2 separate regions of the Sus scrofa genome follow, and region 1 is linked to region 2. Evidence: chromatin contacts called from public HiChIP or PLAC-seq data. All regions are on one chromosome and are shown on one strand. The core of a region is the stretch at or near the end of the contact, and the rest is flanking DNA. Distances in the headings are between cores, read along the strand shown. Region 1 holds the start of LOC106505288. Region 2 holds the start of ARL11 (ADP-ribosylation factor-like protein 11).

The links. HiChIP or PLAC-seq counts read pairs in DNA pulled down with a chosen protein or histone mark.
Region 1: a contact with region 2 is called in an H3K27ac HiChIP or PLAC-seq map of alveolar macrophages. The contact joins the promoter of LOC106505288 here to the promoter of ARL11 in region 2.

What each region holds. Positions count from the first base shown.
Region 1 is chr11:18,413,283-18,417,991 of Sscrofa11.1, forward strand. It overlaps LOC106505288, which reads left to right and starts at 2,487. Exons shown (of 3, transcript XM_021065322.1): 1 at 2,487-3,307. The coding sequence starts at 3,104.
Region 2 is chr11:18,098,991-18,103,580 of Sscrofa11.1, forward strand. ARL11 (ADP-ribosylation factor-like protein 11) reads right to left here and starts at 1,435. Exons shown (of 2, transcript XM_005668400.3): 1 at 671-1,435. All of the region lies in intron 3 of EBPL (emopamil-binding protein-like), which reads left to right.

The DNA.
Region 1 (4,709 bases), core at 1,237-3,736, 320 kb after region 2:
TAATAAATCAGTTGAGCTGTGTGGTGGATGACAAAGATGTCTGTTTTATATGGCCAGTAGTTGCTAAGATCGAGCCACATTTTAGAGGTGATAAAAATGTGCTGTATAAAAATGACTTCCCAGGAGTTGCTGTCATGGCTCAGCGGAAACGAACCTGATGAGCATCCGTGAGGATGCCCATTCAATCCCAGGCCTGCTCAGTGGGTCGGGATCCGGCATTGCTGTGGCTGTGGTGTAGGCTGGCAGCTGTAGCTCTGATTGGACCCCTAGCCTGGGAACCTCCATCTGCCACAGGTGCGGCCCTAAAAAAGCAAAAATATATATATATTTTTTTTTTCTTGGTACATAATTACTTAAGTTAGTTCCTTAGCCAGATGTAGATATATAGATAATAGATTAACACCCTGTTACTGATTTTTTTAAATTCTATAATCTAGTGTTTCAATTTTATAATATAATTTCATAACATTTTTGTAATTTGATTCAAACTTTCATTATATAGCTAGTAAATTTAAACTTTTGATATCTGAGTCATTTTAAAAATATACTTAAGATTGAAAAGTATATACTCTATAATTGTATAGCAGATCAGCTTTTTGGAGGATGCTTTCAATTGTAATGATGTCCTTTTTTGTGCGTGTGCCACACCCGTGGCATGTGGAAGTTCCCAGGCTAGGGATCGAACCCAAGCCACAACAGTGACAACACCAGATCCTAACCTGTTGTGCCACAAGAGAACTCCTGTAATGTTTTAATTGAAATTTCAAAGTGTTCATCTCATTTATGATGCGTGAGATAACAACTTTGAACAATGGTGTGTATATATATTACACGTTAACATATGTTATGCATCAGCTACATATGTAGGTTGTGAATGAGCTATATTCAACTATATTTCAATTTAAAATATTTTTGTTAGGAGTGCCTTCTGTGGTGCAGTGGGTTGAGCAGCATCTCTGGAGCACTGGGGCCCAGGTTTGATCCCGACCCAGAAGATTGGGTCATGACTTGGATTTGACACCTGGTGCGGGGAGGTCAAAAAAAGAGAAAAAAATTTGTTGTTGTTAAAAAGATTTTCAGTTAGCAGGAAAAAATAAATCTTTTGATTGTCCAATATTTGCCTCAGACCAGTATCTTATTCCTAGTGAATTCTCTACAAAAGGAAGAGTCAGATGCCTAGAAGGCTTCCCTTAAATTGAGGAAACACAACCGCCCCCTTTAAATGGTCGTTAATACTGTGACCTGTAGTTAACGAGCTAAAGGTTGAAGTCCCAGTCCTGTAAGCAGGTGTAGCCCATATCCTGGGACAAGCACACACTGGCCCATTAATTTGGGGATCATCCCATTCCAGTTAGCCTGTTCTTCTCTTTAGCAGGAACTGGGTCACGGCCAGTGGAGCTAATTGATGGGGAAGGACCTAAACTATGAGGATGAAATCTTGAGAAGCCTACAGAAAATCCCCAGACTTGAGTTTCACTCACCTTATGGTGATGAATTTTAGTGTTCCATGTGTTCTGTGGAAATATTTCTGATTGCATTCTATGCAACATGAAACATGCAAGAGATTTTTTTCCTACTCACTGAAAATCTTTTTAACAAGTTTTTAAGAACTAAAGTATAGTTGATTGACAACATTGTGTTAGTTTCAGGTGTCCAGCACAGTGATTCAGCATATGAATATATATTATTCAGTATATGAATATATATATTCCTTTTCAGATTATTTCCCCTTATAGGTTATTATTAATTATTGAATATTTTTCCCTGTGCCATACAGTTGGTCTTGTCGGTTATCTATTTTATATACAGTACTATGTATATAATCCCAACCTCCTAATTTATCCCTCCCCCACCCCTCTTTCACCTTCGGTAACCATAAATTTGCTTTCCGTGTCTGCGAGTCTCTTTTGTAAATAAGATCATTCCTATCATTTTTTTAAAATTACATATATAGGAGATATATGATATTGTCTTTCTCTGGCTCACTTCATTTAGTATGATAATCCCAGGTCTATCCGTGTTACTACAAACGGCATTATTTCATTCTTTTTAATGGCAATGATATTTCTGTGTGTGGGTGCGTGCGCCCGTGTGTGTGTGTGTGTGTGTGTGTGTGTGTGTGTTTGTGCGTGTGTGTGGCTCACCCCACATCTTTATCCATTCCCCTCTGGGTGGGGGGGGAGGGATAAGTGCCCTGGGAGACTCCAAGAGAGAAAGACCCTTATCTGCAGAGCACGTCATTGCCCTTCGAGAGGAGGAAGGAAATCGGGCTGGAAGGTGCCCAAGGCCAGTGCAGCCCTCAGGGCTGGAGAGAGAGGCAGGAAGGGCAGAGAACTGGCGTTAGAGGGGACGGACACTAGAGGGCGCCGGAGCACCAACAGAGCCCACATTGATCTCTTCACTGGGACCTCCACCCGAGGTCAGATGGGGCGTTGGAAGAACCCCAAGGATGTGCCCAGAGAGGAGGGCTTGGTTACCAGGTGCGTTTGACCTTCTGGCTCACGTTGCTTCGCCTCATAGAGGGCACAGAGGTCGGTCCTAAGCATTCACTGGGGACTTTCTATCCTGGAGGCTGAGTGTCATTTGTTTCCCCAGAGTCAGGACTCTGGACCCAGAAATACCTGAATTGACACTTGGGCTTGCAGTTGCAGGCTGCAGGCCTACCTAGGTGTTGGTATCTGGAAAAACGGGGCTGGGGGGCCTGAACGTGGAGTGTGTCAAAGAGGTGGTGTATTGGTGGGTGGGCGGTGCTCACCCCGTGCCCTTTCTCCCGAGAGCCTTCCCTGAACTTCTTCTCTTTGCACCTGAGACTCCTCCTTTGTCCCTACATCCCTCTTCTCAGCTGAAGGGTCTCACTCATCCATCTGCTTTGTTGAACAATCACCAATCACAGCTTTTATGCCAAAAGCTTGGGGATCATCAGGAAATCTCCAGCTTTTAAAGTCGCAGCCTTGAGGGGCAGACAGTGGCCAGTGGAGCCTGGTCACTTGACTACAAGCTGGACACCTGGCCTGAATCCAGGGCACCTAAAGTTGAGCTGGGGGAACCTAAGGCCCGGCATGTGACTCAGGTCCAGGCATCCTGGCCTCCAATCCCGCTGGGGATGGAGCCCAGGACCCCGCGGAGCACGAACTCCCTGCTAGGCCTCTCTTCCATCCGCATCGCTGAGCTGCCCCAGAGCCTGATGGGCGGACGGCGGGACCTCCGACCCCTGACCCTTGACCCCGCCCACGGCAACACCGCCCAGGTTGGACCTAACCTGCGGAAGCAGTGTTGGAAGCCTGTTCGTCCTGGGGCCGCGAACCAGGTCAGTTTTTGCGGACTCCGCACCTCGTCTCCCAGGCTCAGCGCGAGACCAACTTTTGAGGCGCACGGGTTCGCCCTGAGCCGCCGCTGCTCCTTGGCAGCGCTGCGCCCAGGGCCTTAGTCTAGGGGAGCTTTGGTCCTTCGTCTCCCCCTTTCCCTCCCCACGGCTTGCTCGGGCTGCTGGGGTGGGGAGGGGGTCGACCTGCGGGAACCGAGGGGAGGGGCAGGGGCAGAGTTCCTGCCAGAGGCCCAGGGCTCCTCCTGACCTCGGGGAAGCGAGGGGGCACCGGGGCTGTGCGAGGTCCCGAAGCTGGACTCGCTTGGGTGGGACTCAGCCGCCTAAAACCGGCCCCCCAACACACACACACATGGTTCCAATAGTATACAATGCTTAAAACCCATCCCTAGACCAGCAGGGATTCAGCCAATCCCACTGTGCTCTTTCCTCTATTAGATAAAGTACTGAGGGCGAGGGGAGGGGGGATGGGACTGGAGGGACCCTCAAACGCTGACCTCAGCCAATTAAAGAGGGCTGGACCTGCGCGGATTCTTAGGGTGGGATCCTGGGGGGACAGTTAGGAGGTGGTCTGAGCAACTTTACGTGAGTATTGACCATCGTGGGGTGGGGAACAGGCTGACCCCTGAGAGGTACAGTTAGAAAGATCCTTTCCTCCACTGCCTTGAAGGACATGGGTGGGCTTGAAAGGCTTCACTCCCGAGGCCCCCACTTCCCTTCCGACTACCTTGCTAGGCTTGGGAGGAATGGGGCTGCAGAGTTGGTCCTGGGACTTGAGCTTGAGAAGGGCTGCTCCTGGGTTCAAGAGGTGGAAGGAGGAAGGGTGAAAGGAGCAACGGGGTGGGGGATGGTGAGTGCCCGGGGGGTTTTGAGAAATAATTCCCCACCCATTGCGTTTTGCAACTGCCCCATCGATGCCGTAGGATTTCAGTGCCTTTGGGGAGATGCCTCTAATTCTTTACTCCTGTGCTCAAAACTATGCAAAACCAGCTCTACATCCACTTGCTGCTTTGTGGAGATTTAAATATATATATATATGTATATAAAATTCTTGGCTAGTAATTCTTGGTTTTCAGTTCCATAAACAGCAGTTTTGAACTGTGCAAGCTGTTTAAACGTGTCCCTCTTAAACTAAAGTCTAGTCCTTTGGAAAAAGTACCTTCACCTCAGAGGAGATATTCTTTTCTCCCCTTTCCTTCCTTCTACTGCCATCTTAACAATCCCTGTCCTCAAAGACATTTGTTTTATTTTCTGCTTTATGGCAAAACAAATATCTTCCTCCTGCACACCCTGCCAAAAATAAAAACAAACAAAAAAACCTTTCCTAGACCATAGGTGGTTCAAACTTATGCCAATGTTTTGTAGTTAGTAGACACCGGTTAAGCTG
Region 2 (4,590 bases), core at 185-2,684:
TTTCAAAGACAGGCCTGGGCTCTGAAAGGGCCAGGAAGTAGGGGTGGGTGAATCAGCTGACCCATCTCTCCCGGCTGCCTCCTACAGAGCGGAGCCCCCCGCCCCAAGACATGGAATGTAGGCTCACATTCCCTGTGGTTAAAGCAAGGAGGCACAACCAAATTCCAGCTAGACAAGCTTGGTTCAGTAGAAATGACTGAAAGATTCTTCCATTCCTGCTGGTCCGTGGCTTCTAGCCTCTCTTGTCCTCCTGGAAGCCTAAACCCTGAAGTGGAAGCTATCCTGGGGTCAGGACACAGAGGGAGGGGGACCGTCGGCTCATGGTAACTTCTGCTGCCTTTGGAACTCCCCATAGGACCAGGCTGCGTGTCCTGTAACAGTGGCTATTTATAAATACTGTTGACTGAGGACAGATGTACCAGTCAGGGCAAAGGGCTTTCCTCCAGTGTCTTACTGAGGTAAGTGACCTCTACAACATTACACATGAATTACAGGAATCCCAGATGCCAAGACTAAGACCTGATGCCAACTTAGTCTAGGGAAGCCTTGGCTGGAGCAGGTGAAGGAACATCTCACCCCCAGGAGTACATTTCTGTTGGCCCTGGAAGAAAATAAGACAGCCTCTGTTCGTTCCTCATGGCAGGCGTGGAAGAGTAAAAATTAAAATTACCTCAGTATTGGGAATTCCTGTTGTGGCTCAGCGGGTTAAGAACCCAGTCTCCATGAGGATGCAGGTTCAATCCCTGGCCTCGATCAGCGGGTTAAGGATCCAGCGTTGACGTGAGCTTCGGTGTAGGTCGCAGACGCAGCTCAGAGTTGCTGTGGCTGTGCTGTAGGCCGGCAGCTGCAGCTGTAGCTCCGATTGGACCCCTAGCCTGGGAACCTGCATGTGGTGTGACACAAGGTGTGGCCCTTAAAAAAAACAAACTACCCAATGTGATTAGACTGTGGCTGAAAGCTCCCCTGTGACCGTGTCCTCCCCTGCAGCTGCTTTCCACTGCTCAGTCAGGTCCCACGATTGAGAGGTGAGGGAAGTCTCGAGTGGCTGCTACTGGTTCTCCTTTTTCTGTTTCCCTTTCCCACGTGGTTGGGGGCAGGGCGAGCTCCGCAGGCCGTCTCTCTGCTCTGGCCCCTGGGAGAGAGCAGACCTGCTGGGGTCAGGCACAAAACGTCCTCAGTAACACCTGCTTCTTAGCAGCTCAGACTCTATGCTGCAGGGAGGGCCCCCCGTTCAGGACCACATCTGCGTTTGCTGTTTCTACTGCTCTTCCTCTCACCATCCTGTGATCCTCTTGGTGGAGGAATCTGAGAATCCCCCCTTTTCCCTCAGCTCAGTGTGTTTCTGGTGCCTGGAGATTCTTTTATTTGCTTGGAACCATGTGTGCTTACAAGCTGCCCAAATAGGATTAAAACCCTGTAGGAGTTCCCATCACGGCTCAGCGGTGACTAGCATCCGTGAGGTGGCAGATTCCATCCCTGGCCTCGCTCAGTGGGTTAAGGATCCAGCGTTGCTGTGAACTATGGTGTAGGTCGCAGACACGGCTCGGATCCTGCGTTGCTGTGGCTCTGGTGTAGGCCAGTGGCTACAGCTCCAATTGGACCCCTAGCCTGGGACCTCCATATGCGGCCCTAAAAAGACAAAAAGACAAAACCAAAAACAAACAAAAATAAAATACTCTTAAAAATTAGGTTTAATGTTGCAGGTAAACCAAAATGTGTGTGTGTGTATCACATATACACATACATATGTGTGTATATAAATATATATATGTTAAACCATAAAAATTAAAAGTTATGTTAATGAGGTGGAACTAAGGGTGATTAAGCTTATTGCTTAATTTTTTTTTTCTTGAACAATGTCATTTTGTTTTTCCCAGTAAAAAAAAAAAATGATACTTCCAAAAAATAGAATTTTCCAAAAAATTAACCACTCAGAAGCCTTTGCTTCTGTAGCAGATTCTGACTTGGCTCTGGAGCTCCAGTGACTTGGCGCTCATAGCTGGTAACAGTTCTGCTTTCTGGCACATTCTTTACTAAATCGTCAAGGACCAAGATGGGGGTTGGGATTCTCTCATTTTACTAATGAAGAAATGGCTCAGACGGGAGAGAGAATTTGTTCATGATCTTGCTGAGATTTATAATTCATCTCTCTTTCATTGTATCGTGTTGCTCACTGAGAAAGTGCTTTGCAAATGGCGAGCCCCTCATTGTAGCGGCTGTCGTTGTAAGGTGGCTATATTTTAACAGGAGGAAGCGATTGGGAAAAATTGGAAACACGGGCACCACTATGTCATGTTGTTGATGTCACTGTCCTTTTGGGTTTTGGGGGGAGCCTGTGGTTCTGGCTACAGTCGTTTTGGTGAGAAACTGAAGCATAATGGAAGGGATTTAGAGGTAGAATTATAGTCAAAGAAAAACCACAGCAGAACAATGGTTAAAGTGGTAAAAAAAGAAAAAAAAAAAAAAGGTTTTATTCAGGACTATTGCAGAATAGTCCTGCAATAGGGGAAGAGACCTTCGTGCAGAACTGGGCTCCATTCCGAAAAAAGCGTGGGCAAGTGGGGATTTATAGCCAAGGAGCTGGGGGTGGGGGCGGGTGTCAGTGGATATGGAAAATTACTAAGAAGAAGCATCAGGGGAGAGCAGGGTTCTGGCTAAACCGACCTAATGGGGTCTTCACTAAAGACAGGCCAAGGTGATCAGATTTCATCTGGGGGGCGGTGGAGAATTAGCGACCTGATCAGATATGGAGGGTGGAGATTCGGATTATTGCTAAAACCAGATTTTATAAGGACGTGCGCTGTCTTAAAGCAGCCCAGCACTGTCTGGAGGGCGCTTGTCTGTCTTGCCTGTGGTGCTGGGCGATCAGACGAACTTGGGACCCAGCTCTGTCTGGGCCTGGCTGATGAATCAGTGGGAATCTTGCCAGGATTTTGCAGGATTGGGACTGGCAGAGGATACCGGTGCAGCAGGCAAAGGATGACCTGTGCTTGGAGGCTGGGGAGCAAAGGGGTGCTACTCTGGCCCTGGTTCCCCTTGTGTGAGCCCAAGGGAGGGGAGAAGGGAGGTGGGCAGAGACGGAAGAAGCCGTAGACTTGAAGGCTTGGAGGCACCATACCAGGCTGCTTGGGTGCTGAGTGCCTGCAGGTGACATGAGGGGAGGCACACTTCCCAGACTCCTGCCCTGAGGATTCCAGTGAAGCCTGGGGCCACAGGGCCAGCATGCAGGCCACCTGGAGGCCCTTTGTAGTACTGACCTCAGACTCAGAGAGACATCTCCCTCTGGGGTCTGGACAGGCATTCACTAAAGTCCCGTGTAAGCTGGAGGAGTAGAGAGCCAGGGAAACAGCAGTTATATTGAATGGGGCTCTAGTCCTGCCCAAAGGCCATGTGGGTATGGAGGTGAGTTACCTCCATAAACTCCAGCCCTGTCCCTTTGGCTCAACAAGGAAGCAGGCTTTTCATCAGACACCCAGGTGGGAGGAGCTTTCAGACAGCTGTCCTGGGAGGCAATGAAGCACAGAAAGTAACAGTTTGGGCTTTGACTTGGGACCACCTGGGGGCACCCTTGACCTCTATTATTCTACCATTCATCTTTGAGGGGTCTTGTGGTGGGAGTCACCACTCCAGCCATGCTGAAGGTGGCAATTCTCTGAGATGTTTAATTCCATCCCCTGCAACTGTCGTTTGTTAGGCAACCCTGTGGAGCCCTAAGCAGTGTGTCTGAATTTGGGGTGGTTGCCACAGGTGCAGTGTGTTTGGGGAGCCTGGTTACAGGTAGCTGTGGCCCTGGGTAGGCTTTCCCCAGGCTTGGAGAAAGCGGACAGAAAGCTTTCTGCCCAGGTCCCCAGGTCAACTCATAAACGGAGACCAGTGACTCAGTGGCAGCACTTGGAAAGTTTGGTGAGCACTTTCCAAAGATGTCCCACAGTGCCCAGGACAATTCTGCACAAGAAAGAATAGTTCTGGAATTTGAATTCAACTTTTTTCTTTTTTAACTGTGCCTGCAGCATGTGGACGTTCCCCGGCTAGGGATCAAACCTGCACCCTAGCAGTGACCAGAGCCATAACAGTGACAATGCCAGATCCCCAACCTGCTGAGCCAACAATGAACTCCTGAATCCAACTTTTTTATTTTATTTTATTATTATTTTTTTTTTTTTGTCTTTTCTAGGGCCGCACCCACAGCAGGTGGAGGTTCCCAGGCTAGGGGTCTAATGGGAGCTGTTGCTGCCAGCCTGAGCCAGAGCCACAGCAACGCCAGATCCGAGCTGCATCTGTGACCCACACCACAGCTCATGGCAACACCGGGCTCAACAAGGAAGTAGGCAAGGCCAGAGATCAAACCGGAAACCTCATGGTTCCTAGTAGGATTCGTTAACCACTGAGCCACAATGGGAACTCCTGAATCCAACTTGTGACTGCTCTAGACATTTATGTCATTTTTAAAAGCCCACTATTTAAACATTTTCTGATCCTAAAACCTAATTTCATTTTATGTGTAAACCCAGACAATATACTGCCTGGTACATTAGTACCTAGGACATTTGCAGGTACACTGTCTTTTTCCAGCAATGTCACTACTCCATG